2 separate regions of the Bombyx mori genome follow, and region 1 is linked to region 2. A link is a contact called in public Hi-C data. All regions are on one chromosome and are shown on one strand. Each heading gives the region's core, a stretch centred on a gene start, on an enhancer-like site or on the middle of the called end of the contact. The rest is flanking DNA. Distances are from core to core; before and after follow the strand shown.

Region 1 (4,632 bases), core at 626-3,125, 130 kb before region 2:
AGATTTTAAAATTGTATTTTATTTTTTAACTTAAACCTATCTATTTATAATACAATACCAATACTTACTCAGGACTACAATTGGGCGAATCAGCAAACTGGTGTCCGAGCTTAATTTCCGGAGGATCCTCAGGGTATTCAGGCAATATATGTCTAGTTTGCAGCAAGTCAATCATGTGATGACCCCAAAGTTGATCAAAACCTTGCTTGGTTACACTCAACTGTCCCATTTGCTGTGTCAAACCTTGAGCATTGTACTGCTGTGGATATTTCGTAGATTGTTGCGGAGCAGACTGTTGATTGTAACTGGCCTGTGGCATCTGAGGATATCTGCTCTGCATATTACTTTTCAATGGCCCACCAGTTGGTCCACTTGGAGGCCCCGCTTGTTGATTTACTGGTATATTTTGATTCATAGGCGGTATTAGTGCTGTGGGTACATTTGAACCAATATTGGAGTTAAGTCCTGGCTGACTTACAGGTTGATTTAAATAAGGTTGACCAGGTGGAGAGCTTACAGATGGCATCATTGGTAGAGGATTTGCAGAACTGAACTGCTTGGGAGGTCCAGAGACTGGTGGTAAAGGACCATTTAGGCCCACTGGCCTTGCTTCTACTGCTGAATTTGGCGGTAAGGCATTTGAGCGTGGTCCATTTACTGAGAAACCCATATGAGGGCCACTTATTGGAGGGTTAGTGACAGGACCCGATATAGGACTTGCATAAGGTGGATTCAGAGGCCCAGGAACTGAAGGCCCAACATTTCTACTGACAGGAGGCACTGAGGTACCTATATTTGTTGGACCAGCCAGAGGTGGGCCTGGAAACTGAGTACTATGTTGTATGGGCAGTGACTGTGGTCCTGAAGGCTTTGTATTTGGAGCTGGACCATATTGATTGATTGAACTGGGGCCATATCCTCCCACTGGAGGCCTATTTAGTGGAGGCACAGGACTGTAGCTACTAGATGTTGGGTTTGGCATGGATGCAGCCAAAGGAGGCCCATTCACAAGGGGTTGATTATGTTGACTAGGGGGTACTAGTGGTGGTACATTATCGTTGATTTGTTTCTGAGGTTGATAGTTAGGGGTATAAGGGTTTGGATTGGAAACAAAAACAGGACTAGGCGATGATATCTGATTTAGAGGTTTAGAGCTTTGTGGAAAAGGTCTCATTGGCGAACCTTGCATTCCACCTTGCACCAATCCAGGCTGATTGAAAGCTGGTGAGCTACTGGCACTTTGATTGAAGTTGTTTATGTTTTGTATAGCATTATTTTGAGGTGATATTGTTCCATGAAGAGGACTATTTGAATTGTTGTCCTTCAGTCCTCCATATCCTGGGGGCAGCTGACCCAATGGTACTTGAGCGTATTGATTATGGTTAAAGGCTTGCACAGGGTTTGCATTCGCTCCAGGCTGGCTTACAAACGGATTAGGTGGCAAATTAGACATGATTTGTCGATCTGCAAAACACAATGTTCTTTGTAGTACACACAATCATTTAAAACAATTAACAATGAAATCACTATCTCAAACACACTACTAGGTGTTTATATAGCGATAAAAATGCTGATATCAATTAGGAAATTATTAAAACATGCTAATTCACCAATAGGATGACGGATTAGCTAAGGAATTGACTGGCATCTTACCTACAATACGGTGACTTTAACACAAAGCACTAGTAATATACTTCTGTTATATATTATAGCATTCTCACATATTAACCTTTATTGTGAATTAACGTAATTAATATATTTTAAGACGAAAAATACGACCCTGACTTACGTGGCCGAGCAAATTAAAGCGCCCTCTGGATTGATTTTTGACAAGAAAGACAATGTCATAAGCTCATTACTGTCAACTAGTGCTGCGTCAAAATTTAATGTCACGTATGAATCGACTTTAATCGAATTAGTCGATCTTCTGTTTCATTGAATCCTGAAGCCAAATAAGTCGATTTATGCGATATTTTATTATCTGCTGTCATTATGATGATATAACAGTGATACGAGATGATTTCTAATGCCGGCCACTCACACGCGCGCAAATATTCGTACATTGTACGAATGTTTGCGGCAAGGGCCGTCAAACATTCATTCGCAAACTTAGCGGCTGTACAAATGGTTTCGGTACTCAATTTCCGACCCGTTTGCGCTTCCTCCTGCACTTGTTTACGAATGTCTCACGAATTTCTCCTCCTTTTTAATTCGTCAATAAAGCATTGAAGAGAAAAAGAATTTTGAATTCTTTCCCAGACATCATTAATAGCCATGCTGTTTTTATAGGATTTCTTTGGATGAAGATACGCTACACAGTAGACGTCACGATCTATGAAAATAGCGAAACGTCCGTTGCCCTTGCAATCCTGGGCGCAACTGGTCACACGAATGTGTGGGACACTATGCGAAGGATCGCGGTTCGCGCGCTTTGATGTCTGTTAAAGAACCGACACAGCTTGGAAAACCACGAATGCAGCGAAAACTTTGCATAATCATTTGCAAATGTCGTCTTACACTTGCGGGTTTGCGTATTCGTGCGAATGTGAGTGACCGGTGTAAAACTCAGTATGCCTTGAGAATTATTTTTAGATGGTTGAATTACCCAGAAGCCCAGGCCCTTAATTTTTCATAAGTATTTCATTTTGTATTCGACCTAAGGTTACTGTTTCTTATTCGTGAGATGCATATGACGCCTTCTTTTATTAGTGCCCTTATTGGCAGACGAGCACACAGTCCACCTGATGGTGAGTGGTCGTCCATGGACGTCAGCAATGCCATGGGCTAAGCCAAGCCGCTGCCTATAATTTTTGATACGCGATTATTGGAAAACTTGTTAACCGAGAAGCTATCTAGTCACGGCGATGATGTGAATCTAGCGTCCCATGGCGTAATGTGACATAGAAGCATGGCCCTCGTCAACCTCCTGACTATTCAGAGAAATGAATTTTAACTGGATTGTCTGCCAACTCAAGGCATATATTGAACCTGTTATTTACCTAATCCATAAAATTAGCGCAGTATTTTTCAAGACAGATAAAGTAATGTTATATTTCAGCATTTTATTGCCAATCGTTACCTTATTTACAAAACCTCGATTACCACAGCCGGGATTCACTAGTCCAAATAAATGAAAAACAAATAAAAATTCAAACATCTGTATTTCAAATGACATTTCAAATCAATGATTTAGTCGTAAAACAAAATTTCAACAAACATCTGCGTATGTAATTTTTTTAAATTGATTGGATTAAAGCCACTCACTCAGATACGAATTACAAAACATAAATATAATTTTTATTATAATTTGTGTAATATAAAATTTATAATGTAAACAATAACGGCCAACTGATTTGTACATTTTCATTCCTCGTCCAATCAACGAACTACGCAGGATTACAGTCTAGCAAGTCTACACTTAACAATATCAACACCACATTCTTTCAGCAATATAAAAGTATTCAAACTGATCACAATGTTATGGCAGCTCCATGGAACCCCATGCAACACTTAAAGTAGGTACTCACAGAGGACAACTTGCCAACACATAATTATCATCATATTATACTTCGTTCGAGATATTTTAATTAGTAGATCTATTAAAAATTGCAATCTTTTACAAAGATTTTCATTAAACTCTTTGAGTAATTTAAGAATTGTGTAATGTTTCGGCCTCTCGGTTAATTAAGTAGCAAGTAGCCTACTGTAGTAGCGTAGCATATATGACGTTTCATACAATCTATTCACAAGCATCCGTTCTGTTCGTCGGACAATACTAAGAGAATTTTATTCTTATTTTACATATCCAAAATATTATAATTATGTAATGATCGAAATAAACGCGAGAATATTTACACTTGCACCTTATAAAAATGTCACATATCGCCCGCACTTCAACTACCTTTCTCATTTCATAGATCGATTCGAAATTTAAAGATTGAGATGCGTTTTTTTTTTTAATAATCAGTAAAAATGCATAAAAACAATCACATAAACAGACTAGGATCCGAAAACGCCGTCGAAAATTACATAATTTCTATTTATTGCAAGGAATAGGCCACGAAAGGAAGGCGACCGCACACGAGTACGAGCTCGACTTCAAAATGAGGATTTTAAAAATCCAAAAATATCATCCACGCCTGGTGCGGAGCCCGGGACGCCCGCGGCACGCTACACGTCGTAAAAACTACTCAGTCGTTTTCATTATCAATAAAAATATACGTTTAATGGCTCAAATGAAACCGTATCGGGTCGTTCGGCGGGCTCGGCGGCGGCTAGTGCACCGGCGGCTGCAGGCGGCGCCGCAGCAGCTCCGACTCGGCCGGCGGGGACAGCCCCAGCGGCGCGAACTCGTCCGCCTCCAGCAGCGACGCCGCGCCGCCCGCCGCGCCCCCGCAGCACGACTTGCTGCACCGCACCGCCGCCGGGCGCTCCATGTACGAGTAGTTCATCGAGAAGTGCTGCTGGATCACGCGGTTGACCGCCATCGCAGACTCCGCGAACTCCGACAGGTTGCGAGCGGATAAGTTCCTGCAAATAATGTTTAGCTGTAGTAAAACACTAAGTTAAATCGTATGCAAAACAACAACAGTCAATAACACGTAAGGCTATCTGAAAGAGAACCTCACAGGA
Region 2 (4,541 bases), core at 1,583-4,082:
GTTTAATGTAAAATAATTGAAACAAGTTTATTCATTATGTAATCATTCATATACCAAAATGAACTTAACAAAACATAGATTCTTATGACACTAAAGTTTATTCAAAATGACCTCCGTGATTTTGAATACAGGCCTTCAATCTGCGCGGCCAGTCGTCTATCGCAGCACGAACGAGGTCCATGTCAATATCGGCGGCTGCCTTAATCAAGGATGTCTTGAGTGACTCCAAATTGGGATGAGGCTTTGAGCACGTCTTTTCCTCCAAGTGTTGCCATATCTTGTAATCTAACGGAGTTAAATCTGGACTGGAGGAGGGCCAGTCTTCGTGCCGGATGAAGTCGATTTCACGCGCCGCCAGCCAGTCTTGTGTGCTCTTCGCTCTATGAGCTGGCGCCGAATCTTGTTGGAATACCCAGTGCCTGTTATTGAACATGGTATGAGAAACAGGTTCCACAAGGTTCGTCAGGACTGTATTTTGATACACAACTGCATTCGTTTTTACACCTTTCTCACAAAAATGTACCTCTGTTAAGCCCCAATAAGAAACTCCCAACCATACCATGAGCGAGGATGGAAAATGACCTCGTTGGACACGCGGAATACGGTTGCTCGCTTCTTCACTACTGTGTGCGTACACCTTATCATTTTGGTTGTTGTAGCTCTCTTCTACGGTAAAAATTTTTTCATCCGAAAAAATAATTTCCCGATATTTTTTTCCCGCGTACCGCTTCAACAAAGCGCGGCATCTCTTCAGTCTCAGGTCCATTAGACGAGCATTCAAACGATGTCCTGTTTTTCTTCGATATGCCCGAAGCCCTAAGTCTTAATTTAACACCCTTTTCACCGTGGTTCTGCTTAACCCCATCTGAAGGGCCAACAGTTTCTGCTTACGTTTGGGATTTCTTTGAATTCGCGCCTTCACAGCTTTTATCACTGCTGGAGTCCTAACAGACCGAGGGCGACCACTTCTTGACCTGTCATCTACATTAGAGTCTTCATTGTATCGTTTGATGGTACGAATCTTTTGGTTATATTCAAATTTTTCAGTATGTTAAAAATTTGAATTGGCGCGTAACCGCAAAGATGCAACGCAATAACTGCAACACGGTCTTCTTTAAGCGTCCACTCCATATTTAAAAATGAGTAAAATTCTAAAAGTGTACATTTTTATTTTCATGAACAATTCGAAATTCGAATTCAATAAACTTTTTTGTGGCTAGCATTCTAAAAGAAATTTTTTTACTGTGTGACAATACTTATGACCTGACTAGTTATAATAATGAATTGGACATTTATATGTTTATACTATAAAATTCCACAAACATCTATACTGATATTATAAAGCTGAAGAGTTTGTTTGTTTGAACGCGCTAATCTCAGGAACTACTGGTCCGATTTGAAAAATTATTTCAGTCTTAGATAGCCCATTTATTGAGGAAGGCTATATATAGGCTATATAACATCACGGTAAGAGCAATACAATTGGAGCACCAATAAAGGATGTTTCAAAATATGGGGTTTAAATAGCTCCTTAACATTCTATAATTCAAATTGTATTTTCACTTTCTACGTAAATGAAGTGGGGGTAAAATTTAGCGTTATGCCAAAGTAACTATTCCACGCGGACGGAGTCGCGGGCAAAAGCTAGTCCAATATAAAATTATTTATTTAAGGCGATTGAACGACAACAGGGGTCGCATGCTATTAAGTGGTTACCGGAGTCCATGGAAATCACATCGTGAAAGGCAACACGAATTAGATATTACGTCAAAGTCACAATTGCATGCCCCACACTTCAAACCAGAACGCATTACTGCTTCACGGCAGAGACGGGCAGGGTGGTGGAACCTCCCCCCGCCATCTCATTAGTCGCTCGAGTACCAGTAAAACTTGTATTAAAATAACTTTCCTCTATGCCGGTTTCTATGCTATGCTTACAAAATTTCTTGGATACGAAATACCAAACATTATTTTAAGTCGATCCATCTTGTCACGTTGGTTGTGGTAACATAAACAGCGGAAGCACGTCCAATGATAACCTAGGCTTCCCCAAACATGGCTATAATGACACTTCTAACTTCCATTGATTTTGATGTAAGCCTTGATTGATGCAGGTACTTACTATATACCCACTAAATACAACAAACAGTGAGACTTCAAGAATAAAACTGAAACTTCAGTAATTTTTTTTTTATGTTTTCCAGTTAGTACAACATTGACTTTCTAGTTTATTCCATTTAAGTAAAGAAAACGATAGTACAACTTGTAAAATAAAAGCGTCATTGAGTGATTAAATCACTCCCCTGTCCTCTTTTCTTCATCTCCAAGCACCGCCCTAAAGAGTTTTGTAACAAACAGCATATTAAAAGTAGGAATTTAATTTCACATATTTATTTTTGTAGTAAAATCGTTTTTGTCTTAGTCCCATGAACAAGTACATCCCAGTAAATGTTACTGTTATAAAAAAACATTGTTCTAAATTAAATATGCAATTTCGAAAAGGTTACATCTCTGAAAATGTAAAATGTTTAGGAAATGAAAAAAACTGATTATTTTCTAAAGCAGTGTAAAATTTAAAATATTAACTTTTGAGATATATTTTAGTGTTAATTAGCAATTGAAAATTACTGGAATTATTATAAAATGAGTGTAGGTAAGCCTCAAAACTACATGTATATGAAAAAACGTGTATGACAAAATATGCGACATGTGCCCTTTTCGAAATTGCATATTCAATTAAATTTATCGTAGTTGATATTCACCACAAATAATCTATCTATCTGTTATGTGTTTTATGAACGACGTAGTGCGAATCGCGAGGGTCAAAGGTTCAGGGCTGCGCAGACTGTCAGGCGCGGAGCACTCAAGGTGAAAGGAGGACGATGCTCTATTTGCGGTAATTATAACAAGTACCTACTTTTTTTATTGCTTAGATGGGTGGACGAGCTCACAGCCCATCTGGTTGTCAAGTAATTACCGGAGCCTATAGACATCTACAATATAAATGCGCCACCCACCTTGAGATATAAGTTCTAAGATCTCAGTATAGTTACAACGGCTGCCCTACCCTTCAGACCGAAACGCATTACTGCTTCACGGCAGAAATAGGCAGGGCGGTGGTACCTACGCGCGCGGACTCACAAGAGGTCCTACCACCAGTTGTAACAGTACTATTGTTAAAAAAGCACATTATTAAAAAAAATTACTGTTTTACTTATTTCTACTTTGATTTCAGTTTTAAATTACTTGGCTAATAACTAGCTTGAGAGATCACAGTCTCACACTACTGTCTTCTATGTACAAATAATTGTCAATTTTTATTATGAAATCGGTTACAAAATTAATGATTGGTTGATGAAGGATGTTATTTTGTCATATACCAGATAAAAATATCTACTTAATGTGAATTTTTTTTCAATGATAGGAAGTGATTTGAATGATTCTGTTTTGAGTTTGTTAATGTCGAACCTTTATCCTTGAAACATTAAAATGTTGATCAGATAATATCACTTTGTTCTACATTTACTAACACGTTGCCACATTAACCTAAAAATGAATATTAGGTTACCGAATACACCAACACTGTTAGAAACCTTTTTGTTTGATTAATTTATATTTTGTTCTACACGCTAAATACCTAAGGTTTTCTTGCAGAGTACGGCACCTTTTTAATATCTTTGAAGTAACCTAAATTGGATTATCTAGTGGCGTGGCTTCGATAACGTAACAGATCTTACTATCCAATAACCATTTCAAAAGGCAAATAAGGCAATAAAGAAGTGGGCAGACAATATTATTATTAAATTGGATTATCTTGTTGATTTCCCTCCAGACTTTTCTGTACTCCAAACTTTGAGGTAGCCTAGCGGTCAATGCTAGCTTCTGAGAGAAAATAAAAACAGAAAAAAAAAACTAGAAAAGTGCAGACGGAAAATAGCGCTGCATACTCTCCATGTTAACGTAAAACCATCACGAACAAAATCACGATAACATGCCTCAAAGATTTATGAAAATTACAAGTTCAGTGTGCTTAGTGCGAGTTTTTAACGTCCTCGATAGCGTAAAAGTTAACTCAAACTTATATGCAGTTGGAACAGCGCCCCTAGCGGCAAATTTAGGCAAACGTTCCAACTCCATACAAATTTGAGTTAACTTTTACGCTATCGAGAACCTTAAAAAACTCGCACTGAGCTCACTGAACACACACTTTTTTTTCCACAGAAGAAAATGGCCGGATCCCCACCCGCACGGCAGGCGGGGTATGTGGGAGTTAAACCTCACTAAAAACTCCTGACGCTCACAGCCGGCGCCCTGCCCCGGAGTCGGGGATATTGAGACGACGGGAACATACATGATACACTTAGTGTGCTCATACTAATTTGTTTGTTATAAAGCTTTAAGATAACTTAACAGGGATTCAGACCATTTGTTAATTGACCGACGGGGTCACGATGTAACATAACTAGCTGTCCGAGCCCATAGACTCGCATAATATCAATGTAGCCACTGACCTTGAAACATGACATCGAAGTCTCAAAGGC

Evidence for each region. Hi-C and Micro-C count contacts between places; a contact is called where the count stands out from the background.
Region 1: a contact with region 2 is called in a Hi-C map of whole pupa, with 4 times the contacts expected there. The contact joins the promoter of LOC101736562 here to the enhancer-like site in region 2. A contact is called at or near these places in 7 of 7 Hi-C or Micro-C datasets (middle silk gland, midgut, posterior silk gland and 2 more).

What each region holds. Positions count from the first base shown.
Region 1 is chr22:16,377,631-16,382,262 of ASM3026992v2, reverse strand. It overlaps LOC101736562 (protein transport protein Sec24A), which reads right to left and starts at 1,875. Exons shown (of 16, transcript XM_038018776.2): 1 at 1,790-1,875; 2 at 69-1,464. The coding sequence starts at 1,453. It overlaps LOC101743583 (MAP kinase-interacting serine/threonine-protein kinase 1), which reads right to left. Exons shown (of 8, transcript XM_004924247.5): 8 at 3,145-4,530. The coding sequence ends at 4,275.
Region 2 is chr22:16,244,047-16,248,587 of ASM3026992v2, reverse strand. It overlaps LOC101736703 (E3 ubiquitin-protein ligase Hakai), which reads left to right. Exons shown (of 13, transcript XM_004924278.5): 5 at 2,808-2,896; 6 at 4,222-4,541. Among protein-coding and RNA genes, the nearest start is that of LOC101743723, 18 kb to the right of the region's middle. Within about 2 kb of position 2,832, at least 2 of the 8 cell types and tissues checked have open chromatin away from gene starts, as enhancers often do.